Linked DNA regions of Hordeum vulgare: region 1 is linked to region 2. The links are chromatin contacts, called in public Hi-C maps. All regions are on one chromosome and are shown on one strand. The core of a region is the stretch at or near the end of the contact, and the rest is flanking DNA. Distances in the headings are between cores, read along the strand shown. Region 1 has its middle 120 kb from the start of LOC123395129. Region 2 holds the start of LOC123396539 (protein MAO HUZI 4, chloroplastic-like).

Region 1 (3,538 bases), core at 843-3,342, 430 kb before region 2:
CCAAAAATATTCATGTTGTCACATGAAACCAACTTCCACTTGTAACTAACAATGCTATAAGAAGGGCTAAGCAAGTGGTAACCTAGCCAAACAATGGTTTGCTCGGATTTGGAGGGGTTAGAGGCTTTTCATGGCAATGTTGGGAGGCTTGACATTAAAGTGGTAGGTAACGAGACATAACGATAGAAGGGAGACAACTAGCATAGCAATGATAGTAGTGGTATTCAGGGAAATGGTCATCTTGCGTGAGATTCCGCTTGGAAGAAGAAAGAATCCTTGAAGAAGACGAACATACCTAGTTGAACGAATCCTCACACTCCAAATCGGTTTGGATCTCCAGCGAGGAGAAGTAAATCCAAAAATAAACAAACAACACACGGTAAACACCACAACACATTCATGATTTGATATGCAAACAAGTATGATGCATGTCCGGTTAAAATAGGCATTACATGGCAAGATGCAACAATCAATCACTAGAAATTAAGTGAAGTTCAATATGCAACGAGTTGCATAATGAAGATACTCCATGTTCGAATAATTTAGTTCACTTTAATTTATTTAAATGACAGGATTAAATGTTGCTAAACATGACACGAGGTGAAGCATTAGTAGACTACATATTTAGGCATGTTTAAATGAGGCCGGAATGAATCACAATTCCGAAAGTTCCCATATGTAATTTTCAAATTTGGTACGATTCTTCCCTAATCACAATTTTATTTGTTAAATAACAAAATAAATGCCACCATATTATTCTACACGTTTTTCTAGGCAAGTTACATATATACAACATTTTAATTGGAGTTATGATTTATTAGTTATGAAATAAACTATTTTAACATCGCAATGGTATAAATTAATGAGACAACAAATTTAAATATTTTTATCATGGATGGAATTTGGATATTGTTAGAGGGTGCTTGGATACGTTTTAGTCCCATGACTAAAAGTAATGAGACTAAAATTTGCTATCCCCACCCATGCTTGGATCCAAATACTAAAGTGACTAAAATCAAGTTAATGAGCATTTATTATCCTCCAAACCCCCTAATCCAGAACTTGCATGAGGAGTTAAATGAGGAGAGAGATGACTAATGCACATTTTAGTAGGGGTATGCCTGACTAAAAGATTTTAGCCTCAAGACTAGTTTTAGCCTCTCTTTAGTCAGGGGTGCTTGGAACTTTAGCCTCTTAAAGAGACTAGTTTTAGTCAGACTAGTTTTAGTCTCTTAGATCCAAGCACCCTCTTAATCTACACAAAAGTTTAGTCAAGTTTCATGCATAAATTGTTTCAATCTGATACAAGGTTCATAAGTTATTAGCGGTTCTAAATCATGACATTTTCTGTAATTATATTTTCTAGGATTAATTGGGAAAACATTCTATAGGAAAAATAATAATTAACTGGGCCGAATCTTCAGGGCGCATGATACTATATCATGCCCTGGGTGACAAATAGCGGTAGAGGAGGGGGGCGGATTGCACACATTGGGCCACAAAGCCGAATTTGGAGGCGCATTGGGCCCGATGGAGTTGGGCGTGAGGCACCGCTGGGCCTGGCAGTCAGTGGCCTAACGGAGCGCTGCGGCCTGAGAAAGATGGGAGCCCACATGCTCCATCGATTCGGTCAATGCAAGCAACGGAGGCATCGAGCGGAAGGTGGCACTGATGAACACAGGAGGCAGGGCGCGACACAGGGGAGATGGAGGCCAACGCGGCTGGAGCTTGAATCAGCGGTCCATGGGTTCGCATGAATGATAGATACGGGCGCAAGTTGAGGTTCTCCACGGATGCTGGGCTTGGAGCAGATCGGGTGTAGCCATGGCGAGGCTGGAGCTCCTAGATGGTGGCGTTGCAGCTTCGGGTGCCATGGCTGGAGCTGGTTTTTCGACAGGAGGTCTTGTACGTGCGTCCATGGCAACAATAAGAGAGAGAGATGGGAGGGAGAGGGAGGAAGGAGGAGATGGAGAGAGAGGGGCCGGCCTAGATGAGGTCGCCAGCGCGCGGGGCGCGGCTGTAGGGGACGCGCACGGGGTGCTCCTGCAGCTGCTGGGAGGGAGGAGGAGCTCGGGCCAGAGGAGAACTTAGCGTAGGTGCACAGGCGAGTGTACTCGCTAGCGGCGGGGACAACGACGGTTGCTCGGAGATGCTCCGGTCGGCCCCTCGATTGGATCGAGCGGGAGCTCGGCTGTGGCTGCGGGCTAGCACTGCTACGGGGACACACACGCCCTAGCGTAGGTAAGGGCTGGCTAGGGTTGGATTGGGCAGGGGTAGGCCGCAGTCCTGGCCAAACGGGCCGGCCTGACCCGCCACAATCGTGCCAGGCACGGCACGGCACGCGTGGGTCTGATTATTAAACAGGCCGTGACGTGCGCGCGTGCACAGCCTTCCGGTCCAGGCACGGCACGGAGGCTATACAGGCCAGCTTGTAGGCACGCCACGCCCGTTAGGCTGCTAGTTCTTTTTGTTGTTGTTATTTGGGCTGATTTTGACCTGTTAGGCTGGTTTTTAGGCCGACTTTAATGTATTGGGCTGTGTTTTCGGTCGATTTTGTCCTATTAGGTTATTTTTTATAATATATGTGTAAAATAAATAATAAAATGGTAAACGGGCCGTGCCGGCCCGCGTGCCCGGCCTCCAGGCCCAGGCACGACCCGAGGCGTGCCGCGTGCCTGGCAAGGCCCGTTTAAGTCGTGTCGGGCCGGGGCCGTGTCGTGCCTGGCTGGCGTGCTTTCGGGCCGGCCCATAAAGCACGGCCCATTTTGCCAGCTTTGGTAGGCGGTCGCAATCCTGGCCAAACGGGCCGGCCCGGCACGGCCCGGGCTAGCCCGCCACAATCATGCAAGGCACGACACGGCACGCGTGGGCCCGATTATTAAACAAGCCATGCCATGCCAGCCCGCGTGCACAGCCTCCCGGTCCAGGCACGGCACGGAGGCTACACGGGCCGGCCCGTAGGCACGCCAGGCCTGCGAGCCTGCTATTTTTTTATTTTTTGTTGTTATTTGGGCTGATTTTGGCCTGTTAGGCTGGTTTTTCGGCCCACTTTAACGTATTGGGCTGTGTTTTGGGCCGATTTTGGCCTATTAGGTTATTTTTTTATCCTATATATATAAAATAAATAATAAAATGGTAAATGGGTTTTGCCGTGCCGGCCCGCGTGCCCATCCTCCAGGCCCAGGCACGGCCCGAGGCGTGTCGCGTGCCTGGCACGACCCGTTTAAGTCGTGCTGGGCCGAGCTCGTGTGGTGCCTGGCTGGCGTGATTTCTGGTCGGCCCATAAAGCACGGCCCGTTTGGTCAGCTTTGGGCGGTAGGGGGAGAGCGCTGGTTGATTGGGGATGGATCTCGAGGGAGCTGGTTGTGGGTGGCGGCAGCACCGTGGAAAACGAGGTATCTTGTCCCTAACTCCTAGGGTTTGGTTTAGAAATGGACTCGGTGATTGCTATACATATAGTAGGTACGTTAGTTTAGGGCTATTTGGACCCTCCGATTTAGATCGGATGGTCCAAAAAATTGTCTAGGCGTGTCCAATT
Region 2 (3,665 bases), core at 39-2,538:
CAAATTAACTACGTAGTATCAACTAACCAACATACCAGCAAAATCAGTGCGCACAACACAATAAGAGATGATAAATTGTGCTTTACCTGACTCCAGCATCACCAACAATGCCAATGGCCATGCCAGCAGCAAGGCCAGCAAGGCCACAGGCGAGCCCGGACGAGAGGTGGGCATAGCCATCGAAGAGATAGTAGGGCTTGGCCTTGGGGTTGATCCCGGTACTGATGATGACGGCGATGATAAGCCCGTAGATACCGAGCACTCCAGCCATGACAACGGGCACGATGGACTTCATGACGAGCTCCGGGCGCATGACTCCCATGGACGCCACGCCGACGCCGCTCTTGGCCGTCCCGTAGGCCGCCCCCATGCCTGCAAGCCAGGGACACAGAGAGATCTCTCGTCAACGATCGCAGGGACTAAACTAACCCAGAACCAAAGCGCGCGATACGTCTCGTCTGCTAAACAAATCGAATCTACGGAATCGAACGACCGGCGCGCTAGAAGGGACAACGCTGGGCCGATCCGGGCGGATCAGAGCTCCAACCTTGTTCCCCCAACTACTATGTAAGCTACACAAAGGCTGGCAAGTTTACGAGCGATGGGAGAGGGCGTACATGAGAAGACGAGCGCCGCGGCGGCGCCGAGAAAGCCGAAGAAGGGGGCGGTCTCATCGCCGCTGAACACCGACGACATCTTCCTCCTGCTGCTGCTGCTGCGATCGGCGGTCTGCTCGCTCGTCCACCCAAGGGAGAGCTCGAGCTTTCCTTTTGTCGCTTTGGGATTTGGTCTGGGCTTCCACGATCTGATCTGAGGAGGGCGTTGGAGTTGGAGATTAGGGGGAAGAAGAAGACGGGGGTGGGGGTGGGGCGGAATGCTTTTTGCTGGACGGTTTTGCCCCTCTGGATGTAGGAGCCGTGGACCCGTGGTTGCCCGGTCAGGAGGGGCACCGATGCCCTTGTCTGCCTCTGGGTGCAGATTGTAGAATTGGTGTCTCACTGCTCGTGGGCCACGTGGAACGAGCCTTGCGTGGTTGATGTCGTCCCAGCCTTTCGCGTACCGATGGGTCGTGCTCTACTCATCTACTACTGGTCGTCTCTCGAAGATGACAGGCAGGGTGAAGTTTGTGAATCGTGGGTCATTCATCGGCGTCAAGATTCGTAAATTAGTTTGTGAATATACATTGTGTTGTTACGTTTGTTATCTTCTATACCTACTAATAAAGCAAATAGTGTTTCTGTCCTCCGTCATAATATTTACCCCCGAAATTGATAATAATTACCGCCCATGCCACGGTAAGTAAGGAAAAATTGTTCGTTTCTGTACAAAAATCGTGATGATGATCTATGAAACCTTAGAAGCGATATTCTGAAGTAAGCCCTTGGTGCCGCAGTGGCTGGAGCCTGAACATTCTATCACATAGACGCGGGTTTGAGCCCAAGTTCTTCCTTTTTTCATTTTTAATCTTTTTCCTTTCCTATCCTTATCTCTCCCTAATAACAAAGCAAATACGGTTTCTGGTCGTCCGTAGTGGCATTTTTGCAAAACGGTCCCTTCGTTTTCAGTTAATCAACCCGCAGTCCTTTCTTAAGTGAGGAAAACTTTCATTTTTATGAATAAGACCCTACGTTTTCCGAGGCGTGGCGGCAGCAGACGGCGCGCTCGCCAGATCCAATCGACGGCGGCGCGCGACGCAGCTGGCGATGGGCGGCGCGACGGCTGGGTGCGGGGCTTCGGCTCGGCGTTTCTGGCCGGGGAACGGGCGGCGCGGCGAGGGGGAAAGTCGGGGGCGCTGCTGGCTGTCAGGCGGACGACGGCGCCGCGCATGGCCGCCGTCTCCTCCGGCCAGCTTCGCGCGTGCTCCTAGGGCGCGCCGCTCCCTCTCCAGGCGGAGCTCGCCGCGGCCCCTCCTCGACCGGGCGCCGCCCGGTGCAAGGCGCCTCTACTCCGGCCTCGCGCATGTACGCACCCGCGCCACACTTCTCCCCCCACTTTTCTTTCACCAAGGGTTGACAATTACAGCAGTAGCCGGTCGAGCGGGCGGTCGCGACCACCATGGTTGGATTGACTAGACTCTTGCTTTTGGCAGGGTTGTCGACGTCCCAGATCGCCAGCTCCGCCTTCACCCTGGGCACCGTCGCCGTGCTCCCCTTCTACACGCTCATGATCGCTGCCCCCAACGCCAACATCGTAAGCCCACCATTGCTTCCGCAACATTCAGTGAGTATTCACCCACTATACGCAGCGGCCGGACTCATGTCTTCTTCTTCCTGCTACTGCCGCAGACTAAGCGCACAGTGGAGAGCACCGCCCCCTACGTGGCCCTCGGCATCCTCTACGCCTACCTGCTCCACCTCTCCTGGACATCCGACACCATCCGCGCCATGTTCGCCAGCAAGTACTGGCTCTCGGAGGTCACCACCCCTCACGATCTCTGAATGTCCAATACTTGCAGCAATACTAAAATCCAGTACTAGCATTGTGCAGTGTCTGAATGTTCTTGTGCCGTGGCAAAATGTGTAACATGTTTTGTTCCTCCATCTCGCGTGTAGTTGCCTGACATTGTGAGGATGTTTGCGAGCGAGATGACCGTCGCCTCCGCCTGGATCCACCTCCTTGCCGTCGACCTCTTCGTTGCAAGGTCAGTTGGCCAAATTTTTTGTTCGCTTTCACGTGTATGTGATTGTAAGGAGCTTGATGCTCATGTTTGTGTCTTTCCTTGCTGGTGGTGCAGACAGGTGTACCATAATGGCATCAAGAACAACATTGAGACCAGGCATTCGGTTTCCCTGTGCCTGCTCTTCTGCCCCATCGGGATAGCCGCTCACGCGCTCACTAAGGTACTGGCGGGTTCGACAGGTCGATCGCACTAACGACGACCATCGATTGCGTGTTGGCAGGCTCACCTTGTTTAGATGGCTCAGATCGTGAGATTCAGATATATGAATAAAATTGATTTGATGCACCATTTGTCCCATATAGATTTCAGATTGATTATTTGGCCTGACAAACTGAATCTACTTGCCAGTGAGATTCAGATATATGAATAAAATTGATTTGATGCACCATTTGTCCCATATAGATTTCAGATTGATTATTTGGCCTGACAAACTGAATCTACTTGCCATCATGGGTTGTTCACAGAAGGTAAGGACAGCTGATTTGTATGCTATCTGATTCCTGTTACCAAGAAATGTACAACTAATTTTATCAGGTCTCGGATGAATAACGACACAAATGTAAAGGAACCAAGGATGTGAGAAGACAAAACATTGTTGTGAACTGTACACCTGAGGATTGGGTTATTATTGTTCAAGCAAATATACTACTCCCTCCGTTCCATAGTGTAGTGCATATATATTTTCAAGATAGTCAAACGTTACAAACTTTGATCAAGTTTCTAGAGAAAGTTATTTATTACCTACAATGCCAAATATATACAATATGAGAGTAAACCTTATGATGTATGTAATGACATTTATTTTGTATTCTGGATGTATATATGTTTTTCTCTACAAACTTTATCAAAATGTGTAAAATTTGGCTTTTCAAAAAGTCTTATACACACTACAATGTGCAACGGAGGGAGTAGTATATTATGGAACTTTACAACATTTGAATTTCTGAATGGTGTGCCAAGGTTGCGTGATTCTTATTACAGATTA

What was found. A called contact is a pair of places that touch in the nucleus more often than the background predicts.
Region 1: a contact with region 2 is called in a Hi-C map of seedling, with 2.8 times the contacts expected there. The contact joins the enhancer-like site here to the promoter of LOC123396539 in region 2. A contact is called at or near these places in 1 of 6 Hi-C or Micro-C datasets (seedling) and 1 of 1 datasets of contacts at active chromatin or transcription factors (embryo).

What each region holds. Positions count from the first base shown.
Region 1 is chr5H:233,139,800-233,143,337 of MorexV3_pseudomolecules_assembly, reverse strand. No RefSeq gene overlaps it. Among protein-coding and RNA genes, the nearest start is that of LOC123395129, 120 kb to the right of the region's middle. Within about 2 kb of position 2,092, at least 3 of the 3 cell types and tissues checked have open chromatin away from gene starts, as enhancers often do. A contact at or near this core is called in seedling, where this site is marked.
Region 2 is chr5H:232,713,860-232,717,524 of MorexV3_pseudomolecules_assembly, reverse strand. It overlaps LOC123396539 (protein MAO HUZI 4, chloroplastic-like), which reads left to right and starts at 1,288. Exons shown (of 7, transcript XM_045091451.1): 1 at 1,288-1,295; 2 at 1,639-1,801; 3 at 1,868-1,961; 4 at 2,090-2,190; 5 at 2,286-2,414; 6 at 2,553-2,641; 7 at 2,735-2,965. The coding sequence starts at 1,288. The coding sequence ends at 2,873. It overlaps LOC123395270 (V-type proton ATPase 16 kDa proteolipid subunit-like), which reads right to left and starts at 825. Exons shown (of 3, transcript XM_045090234.1): 1 at 618-825; 2 at 87-372. The coding sequence starts at 696.